2 separate regions of the Rattus norvegicus genome follow, and region 2 is linked to region 1. The links are chromatin contacts, called in public Hi-C maps. All regions are on one chromosome and are shown on one strand. The core of a region is the stretch at or near the end of the contact, and the rest is flanking DNA. Distances in the headings are between cores, read along the strand shown. Region 1 overlaps Lhpp (phospholysine phosphohistidine inorganic pyrophosphate phosphatase). Region 2 overlaps LOC102552031 (a long non-coding RNA gene).

Region 1 (7,380 bases), core at 1,476-3,975:
AGGCAGAGGGAGGAGGATCAGAATTTCAAGGCTAGCCTGGACTATATGAGGCAAAAGAGGGGAGGAGGGTTGTCCCAGTGGTCTGGATCCCAGCGTTCTAATTGAGCTTGCCAACAATGCAGAGGCCAGTGAATGAGGGAGCCACATGACCCTTGTTCACTCTGTCGAATGACACAACCCTCCCTTTCTTAATAGAAAATCAAGAATTGAGCAGTGCATCTGTCTCCAGTGGCCCGGCAAGCACACTTCAGGGAATTCATTCCTGACAAGTAATCAAAATATGCAAAAAGTCTGCAGTGAGGCCCAAGCAAAGGATGTCAGCTCCCTGGATGGGAAACATGAACCAGATGTGAGCAGGAAATTAGGAAGAGACGTGACAGGATCAATGGCTATTTTGGGAACCTTCTATAAATCCAAAGTTATTGCTAGGCACAGCATTGCACACCTTGAGTCCCAGCACTTGGGGGGGCAGAGGCAGGTGGATCTCTGTGTTGGAGACCAGCCCGGTGTATATAGTGAGTTTCTAGGATACTACCTAGAAAGTTCTGCATAGTGAGAACTTGTCTAAAAACAACAACAACAACAATAGTAATACAAAGTAATAAAGAGCATGACAGAGCACAGCTGGGATCCCAGCACTCAGGAACTCACAGTGTGGCCACCCAGTGACTGCTGCCTAGGAGAGAACAGGTTCCTAAGTACACTACAAGAACATGACAAGGCTGCTCGGTGAGCCGTGTGCCGCTGCTCTGTCAATGTATCCAATAGTTCCACGTATGGTGGGGATAGGAATTTATAATCCTAACAAGTCCATAGAAAAGACATACCATCCGGGTATTTTATTTATAAGCTATAAGCCTAGATTAGGCTGGTGTCGAGCTATGCTAACTCACACCCAAGCTATAAGCCCCTTGTTACTTGCTGTTTCTCCTGGTCATGTGGTCCTGGTCCACGTCAGTTTCCTCCCCTCTGTCTTCCTTTCCTTTTCCTCTCCTTGCAACCCCCTCACTTGAACTTGCAGTCCCACCTTCTCTCCCTCCACTGCCCAATCACAGGCTCTCACCTTCCAGTTAAATTGCTGAGAGGGTTCATATGGCAACACTCTGTGCTCATGAGGATCTGGTTGTCAGTGGCAACCACATCCTGAGAAACCAATATCATCACAATCAAGCAGCATCAGGCCGACCCGCCACAGGGTGTTCCAGACGCTGGTGATCAGTCAATTGCTCCTCCACCTCACGTTCTGAGACAGAGTCTCTCACTGAACCTGGAACTCACCAATTGGCAAGACTTGCTGGCAAATCCCAGGGAACTTCTCAGTTCTACATCTTCAGAGCTGGGATCACCAGAATGTGCCGCTGCTCTTGGCAGGAGCCTGGGTCACAAGGACAATGACAGAGAGCTTTGCTTGGGGCTGGGGTTTCCGACACCTGGCTGGCGCCATCTGAAGGGGAGCCGGATGGATGCAGGCTCTGGATGCCTACTGGGGCACACTTCTCTAGGCCTGTGCCTACTGGGGCACACTTCTCTAGGCCTGTGCCTATTAGGGTACCCTTCTCTAGGCCTGTGCCTACTGGGGTACCCTTCTCTAGCCCTGTGCCTACTGGGGTACCCTTCTCTAGGCCTGTGCCTACTGGGGCACACTTCTCTAGGCCTGTGCCTATTAGGGTACCCTTCTCTAGGCCTGTGCCTATTAGGGTACCCTTCTCTAGGCCTGTGCCTACTGGGGCACACTTCTCTAGGCCTGTGCCTACTGGGGCACGCTTCTCTAGGCCTGTGCCTATTAGGGTACCCTTCTCTAGGCCTGTGCCTACTGGGGTACCCTTCTCTAGGCCTGTGCCTACAGTGAAGAATGGAGCCCTGACGTGAGAAGCAGGACCCTGCTCCTGACCAGTATGGGGAAAGACAGTGGAAAGGGTCAGTATGGTGACGATGAACTTAGACTGGCAGACCTCTTCATAGCTGCTCACCAGACTGCCTCCTTCATACAAGTGAGGAGCAACTGCCCACCTCACACAATTGAGCTCTGAGGGCATCCTATCAACCCTGCACAGAAGACAGGACTAAGCAGCTGTATATTGTTCCTGAGGATGGGACCCCTGCTTTGACACACTGGCTGGTTTTCATGGTATAAACGTTTCCATGGTGGATGTTCCAAGGTGGGAATGAACCATGACTCTGAGGAACCAGGAGGAAGGACAGTACCACCAAGCTGCTTCCAGTACCCTCAGACCCACAACAGTCATCCACACTGTTTAGATCACCAGGGAGGGCAAGCAGAGCAGGAATGACCTCCCTGGTCTCCAGCTTAATGGCCTCTGGGAGACAAGAAAGTGGCTTGTCCCCCGGGAGGCACGGATAAGCCCTACTGAGTGTAAGCCCTACTGAGTGTAAGCCCTACTGAGTGTAAGTTGCTTCTGGGACCCGGCCACTCTAACCAGACTGCTGGCATAGAGAAGGTGCCAAGAACTAGAGAGTATTCAACATGGTAGTCATCTCGAGGATCTGTCCCCTTGGGGTAAGAGGAGAAGGTGCGTCTGGGGCCAGGGCAGACTGGGAATCTCTGTGCTCAGCCACACCTGTCCTTGGGCCTCTTTCACTGAGATACCAGAGGGTGGCATGGTAACTACCCACAACAAACACTGCACAGCTGCCAAGGCTGGAGCTCCAGGCCACCCAGGGACAGGATGGGCCTCGGAGCCTGGTAACCGGGCCCTCTGAGGACAGCAGAGGTCGCCCTCAGCTTTGTTGCCTTGGCTTCTGAAGGCAGAAGGGTTTCTCTCCTTCACTCTTGGAACCAGCCCATGCAGCCAGGAGTCAGCAGGACTGGCTGTTTGCCTTCCTCCTTAGCTGTCTCCTGACCTTCGGGCAAGGTCTCGGTGGCCTACTGAGACAATGAAGGGGATGCTTCAGCCTGGGTGTGCCCACCGACCTCTCGCCGGCTCCCTCCCTTCTTGCTTCCTTGTTACTGCTGAGGTTGCCATGCAGCCCACACAGCCTCCTCCATACAGATTCCCATCAGCAAACCTGGCAATGCTGTATCCTCAGTCCCCAAAGCTCACACGTTCAGAGTGATGGGCTGCATATCTAGGTACAGATTTAAACTAGTACCCCGAACCAAGCCATAACCCTAAATGAAACCTGCAGCAGAGAGAGACATGCTGGCGGTTATATTTGGGGAGATTACAGCTTGCACATAGAGTCCCAGGGTGCCTGTACTTTTTGTTAAAACATTTTCTTCTTTCTTTTTTAAGAAAAAGAGGTCATGAATTTGAGAGAGTATAAAGGGTGGGGTGGACACAACAGCGGGTAGAGGAAGAAAAGAGGAGAAAATGATGCAATTACATTTTAATTTAATAAATACCTAAGGTTTTTTTTTTAATTTATTGGGCAGTACATATGTCATAGAGCCCATGCCAAGGGTCTGTGTGGAGGTCAGAGGACAGCTTTTAAAAAAGAAAATGGTTCTCTCTTTCTACCATGTAGGTCCTGGGATCTATAACTCAGGTTGTCAGGCTTGGCAGCAATCTCCTTTACTGAATAAGCCATCTCACTGACCCAAGGTTCTTCATTCTTTTATAGACTCCCACAAGGGAGGATGGCTCTCACTTCTGCAGGCAGATACAGAACAAGCAGGCAGGCAAACAAAACCCTCCAGTGTAGCCAAAAGGTACTGCAAACCTGGAAACTCCCCACCTACACAGTTTCTCAGCAGGCTACAGGCTGTGGAGAGCAAGGGCTGCACGGACAAAGTCTCTTCACAGCCTCAGGTTGGTCTCACCTGATGCTCATGGAGAGCAGTGCAGGGTACTAGAGACGTGTGGAGGAGGGCACAAGTCAGACTGCAGGGTGACGGCACTGTGTGGGACCAGCACTGTCTCCTATGACAGCTGTGGCCTGGCTCAAGTGTTCTCTGGTCTGGTGCCTGATGGGAGGACAGGCTGGAACAGGGTGTGTCAGGGGAGTCAGGGCAGAGCCCAGCAGTGCACCAGTCACGAGTTCTCCCACAGCCTGGCAGGCAGGTCAGGCCTTCCAGCCCAGAGCACCTGCCAAATGGCTTCCCAGGCCACTGTGCACCCGAGCGGTCCTCTGAGAATGGCCAGGTGGCTTCCTTTCCCAATACCCAACCTTTTCCTTAATAAACAATAATGTAGCTCTACCAAACTCTGGAAACAGGAAAAAAAACTCTCCATGATTCCACAGTGCTGGGCATAGCTCCCAGTCCAGAATCACCTGTACTAATCCACCTCCCACTGGGGAAGCAGGGCTGGTGTCCAGCATTCACTCCCAGCAGATACTCCATAAATGTCCGTATGAAGGACGCCAACATCCATGTCCAGACAGACAGCTGACTCCAAGCCCCTACCTCTGCACCTCTGAGACTCCCTCCCCAACTTAGCATGTGTTCAAGGCCTATCGTTAGCATCTACCTTGGGTTACTGAAGCCTTCTCTTTAGTACGCTACAAGCAAAGGTTCCTTTCTTTCTTGATATACTATCAGTAAACTTCCCAAGATATGTGTCAATTCACCCGGAGTTGTAAGAAATCTGTTACTCAATCCCCGCTAACAGCAGCATGTTGCTGGCAAAGTCAACATGCTGACCTCCATCATCGCCAGGGCTCTCCACGTGGTGTCTTTGTTTACATAGTTGGTCTTCTTTTCAAGATTTATATTTATTTATTTTATGCATATGAGTACACTGTTGCTGTCACGAGAGGAGGCCATCGGATCCCATTATAGATGGTTGTGAGCCACCATGTGGATTCTGGGATTTGAACTCAGGACCTCTGGAAGAACAGTCAGTGCTCCTAACCACTGAGCCATCTCTCCAGCCCCTATGTGTGTTTTTTGCTTTGTTTTGTTTTTTGAGTCATGTGTTTTGTTTGCTCCTTTCTTGCATTTGAAGTTCTCTTTGCTGACATCTTAGCCTGAGCGTCTCTGCCACAGTCCTTAACCACGGCTCAATTGCAAACAACCGCTTTACAAGATTTCTCCTTTGGCTCCGTTTCACCGAGGCCCATTCCCCCGGTTTCTTGTTGTCAGCCTTAACTAGGTTGACATGGTGCTCAGCACAAAGGGTCTCATTTAACGCATATACATGGGTTCATTGTGACTGGATGCAGGCAAGCGACGATGAGCTTCATGTTGGCCTAAGGGTTTGGCAACCTCTCATGTTTATGTGCTGGGTTCTCATGGATGCATCGGGCACATGATACCCACTGTCTATGCAACCCAGAGCTGGCATTACACATCCCACACAGGTGCGTTTGAGGGCAGTGCAGGGGACAACGATTGCTAGTGCTCTAAGAATCAGTCTTCCAGGCTGCCGAGAGCATCTTCCAGGATCTATTCATGGCCCTGTGTGAAATATTCCAGCCTAGGGCTCTTCTACTAGGTCTCCTCCCTACCCCCTCACTGTTGCCTTGGTGGGTGGCCATTCTATCAATACAGCTTGGGTTGTGATCTGGAAGGAAGGGTGTGGGCCCTAGGGAAGCTAGCCAGGTCCCTGGCTGGAAGCCTGGAACCCACAGCTAGGGGAGTGGAGGACACAGTGCAGCCAGAGTCAACTAGCACACATCCTAGCAGGTGCATCCAGATCCCGCTCAGCCATCTTCAGTGCCAGGTTCGTGTTTCCCGAGGGCCAGAGGGCAACAGAGGCCCAATATTTTCGAAGTCTAGGAGAGCTGGTGAGCATTCCAGAGTCCAGGCTCCACTTCCAATGGCTCCGTCCTGCTGGGAGGAAGCTACCCTGTTGAAGTGCTCTCCACGGCCCCCTTGTTTTTCAAGTCCCTCTCATCTCTCTGAAACCATGGCTAGCTGCCTTTCCGTGGTGAGGCCCAGTGCTTGTGCTCAGAATCACTGTGGAGAACACAGCTAGATCTGATAAGAGGAAGGGACAGGCCCAGCCATGGAGTTGTCCAGGCCAGGAAGGTGGCCAAGATTTATTTATAATTTCTTTTGTTTCCTGCATTAAGGGCCTGCAAGTCCAAGCAAGAAAGTAGAAAAAGAACTGAAGGACTTAATGTTCTCGCCAAACATCCTCCCAAAGAATGCCAGGCAGGGAGCTGCTTGGCAGATGACGTGGCTTGTCTATTGCTGTGAAGTCCCTACTCTGGCCGATCCACCTTTCCTTAGCAAGATCTCTGACACCCTCATGCTCAACATCCGGGCCCAGGAAGGAAAATGAAAACATTAAAGGCTCACACAATGATGGAAATGACATTCGGCCCATTCTGTAAGGTGCGGGGCAGGTGAGGGCCGCGCGCGTGTGTGTGTGTGTGTGTGTGTGTGTGTGTGTGTGTGTGTGCGCGTGCGCGCGTGCGCAGCAACATGGCAAAAGTCACCTGCCTGCTGATTCTGCCTTCATAACTGCTACCCAGTCATTTCCTACGAGCCTTCTGGAAGGTTCTGCTTCTGAATTGGCCATATTAAGGCTATGCCTTCATAGGAAGTAGTGTAGCTTTTCCTATGACAAGAGACAAGAAGATCACACTGGCCATACTCTACCAGGCACTTGCTGAGGGTGTCTGGTTTCCTGACAGAAAGTGTCTATGTGTGGAATTGAGCCCTGGTCTGTGCTGAGCCTACACAGCCTCACCATTTTGACTACAATGTAGTTTCTTGGCCAGGAGCCTTATGTGCAGGACGACCCGTCTCACATGCCTGAAATTAATTTGCCAGCATCTTCGGTCATTAGTATCTGATTGGCTTAGAGAACAAAAAAGAGGCATCTTCAGGGGATAAATAAGCCACAGAATCTGCATCCCATTTTTGATGAAATGCTGATTTCTCATTAGGGGAAAGCCTTCATCAAAAACAAACAAACAAACAAAACAAAAAACCCAAAAAACAAAAAACAAAACAAAAAAAAAAACCCAAAAAACAAAAAAACACCAAAAAACAAAAACAAAAAACACAAGAAAGTCCAAGTGAACATGCGATTTATCATTGGGGGTTGGGGGAGAGTCTTGTCAGCCATCAACGATGACTCCATTTCCCCTCAGTAAAGGCCTGCTCTAAAAAGACAGCGCTGTGTCTTGGCACTTTTTGTTGTCATGAATAAGAAGAAATAAGATATCCGTCATACAGACAGGGTAACAGTGACGGGAGGGAGAACTCTGCAGAAACATTCAAGTCTTAGAATTCTGCGCAGTCAGTGACTTCCTATGAAGAATTTACTCCAATGCAGAGATCACAAAAAAGTGCAAGGCCATGTTAACAAGAATGACCATGGTGACCTGTCTGCAGGGTTAGTGACAGGGATGGTAGCTCATACCCATCATCCCAGTGCTTGGAAGGCTGAGGCGGAAGAATTGCCGTGAGTTCAAGATCAGTCAGGACTACGGAATGCGTTCCAGGGCCCCCTGAGCTACAGAGAG
Region 2 (7,380 bases), core at 3,303-5,802, 130 kb before region 1:
TGTGATAAGGTGGCTTTCAGGAAATGACCTTAAGTGTATTATAGTAGTCTCTGCTTTTCATGTGCCTACCTTCTTTTGACAGAACATGTGAGTCTTATTCCTTTAAAAAATGGCCCTTAACATTTTCTTAAAAGGAAGTAATGTATTATGGATATCAGCATCTTTTATATTCTGTGTATTAGCACACTTGGCCTTAGAGTGATTTGATTATGTTCACATCATCTCTCTGAGGTGAGCTGACATCCTTTCTTCTGATGAGCATCTTAATCTTATGGCAGAACCTCTGTAAGGAGCTGTAGTTAGTGTGAAATACGTTAGGTCATGCTTTTCTGAAAAGAATAGGTCCAGTGTGGTGACAAACTGAAATATTTCAGCAATATCCATGGAATCAAATAGTTTCCCAAGTGCACACAAACTCAAAAAGTTAATTGTTCATTTATGTTTGATACTAGGATTGCAACATTGGATTAAAACCAATTAAGTGTTCCTCGAAGCAACAGAAAAAGTTTCCTGATTTATGAATAGAACCATTCAAATGGTGCAGACACAATCCATGTAAAGTAATGAGGTGTTTTGTTTTTTTGGCAAAGGGGAACGCAAAACAGGCATAGGGACAAAAAAAAAAAAAATAGCCCAGAACTCTTAAAAAAAAAATCTCTTTGGAAAAGGCTAATAACACACACATCAGCAGGAAAGGAGTGATGAGAAATCTAGGACTTCATTTCATAAGGAACCTTGTCCCCTCCCCCAGGTGAGCTGCACAATGAAAATACTCTCCTTATTCTATCAGGGTTACATTCCTGCACTTAAGTCAACATCCTAAGTTACAGAACTAAACATGCCCTGCCTCTGCTTAGCAACCGCAAATCCTTCCTTCCCCAGTTGCATGTATTTTGGATGTGGCATCTGAAGTACAAATTCCTCAATTTCGATCGCACCCAGAGCAGAAACAGTGCTTTATTATCCTAAAGTGTGGCCGCTCCATGGTCCGCCCCCTCTTTGCGGTCTTGTTCGCCGCAGATTGTTTTAAACTGCGAAGCCAAACCCGGAAGCTGGCTATCCGAAGCCCACGAGGCCTGAGTTTCAATTCTGACTTGTGCGGTGCTACTTCCCTGGGCCTCTCGGCATGAGGGGTTCGCCCTGCGGGTTCACTGGACACCCGGCAGCCCTGACGGAGGCGCGCCGTGACCCCCCCCCACTCCCCGCCCACCGGCGGCTGCGCGCACTGCACCTCGTAGCGGCACGCCGGGTGCCCCGGCCGCGACGCCGCCCGCACAACGCCACCGAGTTCACGCAGCCGCGGTCGGGCGGCCCGGCAGCGGCGGGCACAGGCGGCCTGACCGAGGTCGGTTAAAGGGACGAGTTGCAAACAGTTCAGGAAGTGACAAGTCTATTTCCTCCTCCCCGGGAGTCGCTCGGTACAAAGCGCTCGGCGCCGGCAGGAGAGCGTGCGCACGGCGGACGCGGGCGGGCAGCCTGGACGACTTGGCGAGCGCTAGCAGTGACGGCCCGCGTCCGGCGCGCACAGTAAGCGACCCGGCCGGGCGACCGCGCCAGGGGGCTGGTCCGGAGCGGGATCCGTGCGAACTCCCCGGCGCTGGCGGGGAAAGCTGGGCTCGCGTGCGCTGCGTTCGCTCTTTCCTTAATGCTGCTGGCTTTCTTTCTCCCTGTCTCCTTGTTAGGCGGCGGATCGGGTGGTTTCTGCCGGCGCCGACTCTTGCTCGCCCCGGTGCAGGCGTGAGACTTGTCAGCACGCTGGCGGGGGAAGAGCAAACCTAGCGCTGCAGAAAAGTCTGCGCTCGGCGGGCCCGGCGAACGGCCGTGGAGACGGCTACGTCCGGGGCAGCCTCCTCCTTTGAGGCTCAACTCGAGCCCTGGCTGTGGCAGCAGCGAAGGCTCTGAGCCCCGAAGTTCCGCATCGTTTGCAGACAACTCTTTTGTTCACGGAAGTTTACACCCGCCACCCCTGGGATGCGGGCGCGCAGGGACGACTCCAAGGCTGCTGACTGACCCGCGCGGTGTCGATGGGGGTGAGAGGGCGCTCTGCCTAGGGAGGGGAAGCAGGCGGTGTGGTCGCGGCCAGGGCTTGAGGAGTGGGGGGTCGCCTGTGCCGGCGTGGTTTATGCACATGGCGAAGAGGGCCGTCCGTCACAGGATACTAGCCTAGGCACATTTTTTTTCTTTCTGCCAATCCTTGATTAGAGAGCCAGTGGGAGTCAGGTTCCCTGTTAGGGGTTTCTCTTGGTGGAACCGGGACGAAAGAGACTTGAAAACCCAAGAATCCGAAGAGGGTGATTCGAGTTGGCTCAAATGTTTTCTCGATACCCCCCGTACTCCCCTCCACCCCCGACACATACACAAGCTCCTCTTTCACCCCCAGACTGAGGGAACAGTGCTTGGGGAGTGTGGGACAAGAGCCTGGAATTGCGTGGGCAGGCTTGCTCTGGACCCTCCCTTCGGACGCCCCCTGATGCCAAGCTTGCTCCTTCTGACCGCCGGGTTCATTAACACGTACTGTACTTAGTACCATGGCGAACAAAGAAAAGCTCTTTGCAGCATTTGGTGAATGGGATTCTGCCTCCTATAGGCCACACTCCTGAGTTTTCCATACGGTAGAATCAGGACTCTGGTGTTGGGAAAGTGGTCCCCGTCCTGAGTTGCATTCAGGTCCTGGCCCCATTTGTGCCGCCTCTGCTGCCTCGGTACTTGTCTCGCAGGAGTTGGTGCAGATGGAGCTAGGCTGGTGGTGGTTCAACAGGAACAAATGTTTGTTGAATTATTGGACGGTGAAGAAAAGGGACTGTTTTCTGTTGACTGCTTCAAGAGTTGGAATGACATTGTTTATTGGCCCAGGAAGCCAGGCAAATGTCTTGTGCTCCTTCAACATATTAGCAGGCCTCCAAATGACATGCTAGCATATGTATTCCCAGCAGTCTCCACGCCTGCCTGAAAGTGGGAATCCCTCCTTGCTGAATCCTAGACTCTCATTTAGAATGATGTGACTTCACTTGGGGCCCCGGGAAAGAATGGAGTTTGCCCACCCGTGAAACTCAGGATCCTGACTGGGCCAAGTTTTGGTTTCATTTTAATTTGTCCACTTAGCAGGGACTTATCGTAGTCACAGTTCTGACGGTGAGTTGAAGGTCTGTAGATTCCCCCTCCCCCCTTGGCTGTGGGCTAGATTAGCAGAAAACTTGTTCCAGGTGATAGGCCCCCTTTAGAGAAAGAAGGTTTGAGTCACAAGGTTAGTGACTGTAGTTGTAGACCCAGGGGTGTGCCAGCCAGTTTCTGGATGCTGTGCTAGTCAAGAAGAGGCTTGGGGAATGCCTATGGTTTTCTCCCAAATGTCCACATAGGGAACATGATGCTCTTGAGACCCGTTCAAAATAGCTCTGCTCAAGGACTTGCTGCCCCCTACCCCCCTTAGAAGAGTGTGATGTGCATTGATTTTAACATCAAAGCAAGCATTCTGGAAAAGCTGTCTGTGTTGCTGCAGACAGGACTTAAGGTTGTTCAAGGCAGGATAAGTTCACTATCTTGATTGATAAAGATTCAAATCCCCATCTCCCCTTTATTTTCAGTGTAGTAGGTATATGTTATGGAAAAAGTTTAAGATAGATACTTGAGGGCCCATAGAGGAGACACTTAACTGACAATTTACAGGAAGCCCTTACTGGGTGCTCCTTTGTGCTCTCCCTCTCTCGTCCTCCCTCTCTCTCCTTCCCTCTCTCTCCCTCTCTCCCTCCTATTTCCTTCTCTCTCTTCCCCAACTGTCCGCTCTCCCCCTCCCTCTCTTCCTCTGTCCCTCACTCCTAATCTCTCCTTTGCTCTTATTAGTTGGTACCCTCTAGCATCCCCATCCTGTAGTTCTGTAGAAACTGGTTTGTTTTAAGAGAGTTCCTTGAGCTGGTGTTTGACCCATGGTGGGAGCTCAGCAAAAGCCAGCTCTCCTCCCCCGTCACAAGGGAGCTATGTTTAAATACTGTCAGCAGGGGACACTGTGGAGCAATCTGGTACCTGCAGAACTCTTTAAAATGCACACCCTTCTCAGCCACTCCTCTTCAGCTGGCACTGAGGGTTGAGGGCTGTGTCCTCTGTCCCAGCTGATGTGTCATTCAGGCATGAGACTTTCTAGGGTTAAATCATGCACAGTCTGGAAAACTTGTTTGTGCCCAGAAAAGGGGGGGGGGCACTGAAATAAACACTCAGGTCAGCACAACCACTACCACTGTGCACACCTCTCTGATGTGTAATAAAAGAAACCTGCAGGCATAATTTGTTATATAATATGCTGATAGTACAAGTTTTGGTTTTAGATGGAAACCAGATGTGGACAGACTGTTTAATTGATCCCGCAATGAGGGGAGGGGGTGTTAATAGACTAAGTAGTTCTGCAAACCCCAAAGGTGGTTTGTTTTTTGTTTTAACTTATGGGGATAACCCCAATCTCAGGGCTTTCTCAAGCATATTGCCTCTCTGCTTGTGCTGTGCTGCAGCTGTCCTTTTTGTCAGACTCCTCCTCTCTCCAAAGAGCCGGTTTGTTGCCAACACGAAGCACATGGCTGGATCTGGCTGGGCTCAGCTCTGCTCAGCTCTGCTGGGCTCCGTTCCTCCTCTTCTCTCTTCGTCCAGCTGCTGCACTGCCCTTCACGCTGTGAAACAGAGAACAGCCCCGGGACTTGGGTACTGCCAGAAATGCTGAGTGCTCTCCTTCTTAAACATCGTCCCTTGGAAGCTGGTGTTCATACTTGTTCAATGAACACCCTTTCCCAAAACGCATCGGTGCCGCATAGTCTCCTCTCATTAATTTCTGTTTGTTTCCTGTCTGACTTTATGAAGATTTTTTTTCTATACACTCCAATCACCTTTATTATTCTCCAGGGTTGGAGGCTGCTTAGTAATAGCTGACCCCATTAACAGTAGCTTCATTGCTTACTGGGATTGTGAACTTTGGAAACAAACCCAGAGGCTTAGATATGCTGATGTGCCCTGAGACTTGCTTAGAAAATTTTTGTTTTAGTACAGTTTACATTAACATGATTAATGACCATGCCACTGAAAAGTCTATATTCAAAAGCAGTTTCCATTCCCTAGGGTTCTTCATATGGTGAAGTAATTTTCCTTGCCAAACAACATTGTTTTGAAGGTAACTGGGTTGACTTAATACAGACCTCTAGTGCACGTGGTTTTGCATGAGGGTTTGGCCTTTGTACATTTGGGGTTATGGTTTTGATGATGTCTGTCTTAATCTTAAGGAACCTGGGTCAGAGGGAATCTGTATTCTTGTCTATGAAAATGTTCTGAGGTTCTGAGCAGAAATTAATGCTTTGCAAATAAAATGGGAGAGATTTGGCTTCAGGGTGTTTTGGAGGGGGTGCTGGGAAGCTGGAGCCAAGGACAAAGTTGTTCCCCTACCCCTAAGTGAATGGAAACACTTGAGCTTTTCTGAAAAAGCAAAAAAAAAAAAAAAAAAAAAAAATAGAGATGTCCTTGGTCGTCCTCCCCCCACCTCCCCCATCGTTGTTAAACGCCAATTGATTGAGAGGGAAAGTGCTGATGGGTGGGTCTGCAAGCTGCCTTAGGAACCCGAGAAAATAAAAACACATTTGAAGGACTTGGGAAGATTTTGCATTTCAAAGGGTCTACCTTGTAGACTTTCACATCACGTCAGGGGTTACAGAGAAGTGTGACAGGCACCCCCACTCTTTTAACCGGTCTCTCTCTCCTGCTGTGGGGGCTGGAGGGGAAGCTGCCTTTTGCTTGGGGGATGGGAGCAGCGTGGCCAGATCTTGCTAGGACATCATGGAATTAAAAGCAAATCTCAGAGGCATTCATGAGTCTCTAGGGGAGGCTTTTTCCACTGTATCCCTCGTAGGTGAGTGACAGCAAATCGTGTTGGTAAACAGCCCGTTTGACCCCAGGATGGGTGGCAGGCCGACATTTGACTCTTCCTCTTGCAACTTCCCTCCTTGCACTATACAAAGAAGCAGATTCTCTTCGGTGCTGGTATAATGCTGTCCCCAAGGCTGTAGCGCAATAGATGCAGGCTGATGTGAGACTCTCACTCAGCCAGACCACAGGGCCCATGGGGTGTGGAAGGCACTCCTGAGCCCAGCCTCCTCCAGCACAGCCAGCCCACGCTTCCACAGAGGAAACTGAGGCTCTGAGAAACCAGATACCTGGTCCAAGGCCACACAGCTGGAAGGCAAAGAAGCCCACAGCAGCTGCTGAGTCTGGCTGGCTGAGAAGCCCGCTTTCTCTCCACCCTGCTATCAGTCTTGAGTGTCACAAGCTAGAGGCACTAGGCTCTGTTTTATCTCAAAGCATAAATTTTGTTTAGTCTTGTTAGCACAACAGCAAAACTTACAAATTTTAACTGCCCTTCTCTACGCTTCTCCCTTTCCTGTGCCCATCCCTCTCCCCCCACCTCCTTTTTTTTCTTTAATTGAACACTTGAGTTCTATCTTCTGCAGGCCCAAAGGCAGGGCCTTAGCTGGGGAGACAGAGATGTTTTGCTTGAACTTTACAAAAGACAGATTCACAAGAAAATGTAATTATTCCCAGTGACCTTCTGGGGGAAACAGGAAGTAAATTTGGCAGCTCCAGCCTCCCCGTTTATTCAGATCCCATGTTTTCCACTCAAGAGATTGTTAAAAGGGTTTCCAAAGGCATGTGAGCTTTTTTTTTTTTTTAAATCTGGCTTTTTTATTTTTTGCATTTGTAATTCAGATGTCTCAAAGTGAATTATGCTGTGGTGCTTGCCATCCCAGGTTCATGCAAGTATCATATTTTGTTTACATGTCTGAAGTAATCAGAGAACACAGTTACACATCTTCCAGCACAGGGCAACTGGTCTGCCCCTGCCAGGGCTGGCCAAGACTCCTTATCCCCAGACAGATGGTTAAGTACAGGCTAGTCCCAGTGTGTGGGTATGCTGTGCGGGAGTGGGCTTCAGCAAGGCCTCCCTGCCCAGGTCTCCCACTTTTCTTGAGAGAGAGAGAGAGAGAGAGAGAGAGAGAGAGAGAGAGAGAGAGGTGTGTGTGTGTGTGTGTGTGTGTGTGTGTGTGTGTGGTGTGTGTGTGTGTGTGTGTGTGTAGAGCTGGTGTTAGATCCCTGTGTGCTGAATTTCTAGATGGCAGGCAGGGCAGTTGCCCTCATGCATGACTGTGAGTTACTTAACATAGAGGTTTCCAAAAAAAAAAAAAAAAAAAAAAAAAAAATCAAGTTGCCTGATTACGTCAAGACTTCCAAACATGGCTGGGATTGGAGGATGGGGAAAGGACTGAAGCACTGGTATTTCATTAGAAAATGTTCCTGAGTTGATTCTGTTAGACATTCGAGACTGAGGAACAGGGCAGACCCTACCATACTTTGGGCTCT

Evidence for each region. Hi-C and Micro-C count contacts between places; a contact is called where the count stands out from the background.
Region 2: a contact with region 1 is called in a Hi-C map of psoas muscle, with 4 times the contacts expected there. The contact joins two enhancer-like sites. A contact is called at or near these places in 2 of 12 Hi-C or Micro-C datasets (hepatocytes and psoas muscle) and 1 of 1 datasets of contacts at active chromatin or transcription factors (oligodendrocytes).

The regions. Positions count from the first base shown.
Region 1 is chr1:196,890,731-196,898,110 of GRCr8, reverse strand. The region is part of intron 6 of Lhpp (phospholysine phosphohistidine inorganic pyrophosphate phosphatase); the gene reads right to left. Among named protein-coding and RNA genes, the nearest start is that of Lhpp, 61 kb to the right of the region's middle. Within about 2 kb of position 2,725, at least 44 of the 93 cell types and tissues checked have an H3K27ac peak or open chromatin away from gene starts, as enhancers often do.
Region 2 is chr1:197,026,378-197,033,757 of GRCr8, reverse strand. LOC102552031 (a long non-coding RNA gene) reads right to left here. Exons shown (of 2, transcript XR_350782.5): 2 at 4,276-4,652. It also overlaps a transcript of Eef1akmt2 not described here. Among named protein-coding and RNA genes, the nearest start is that of Fam53b, 8.8 kb to the right of the region's middle. Within about 2 kb of position 4,552, at least 59 of the 93 cell types and tissues checked have an H3K27ac peak or open chromatin away from gene starts, as enhancers often do.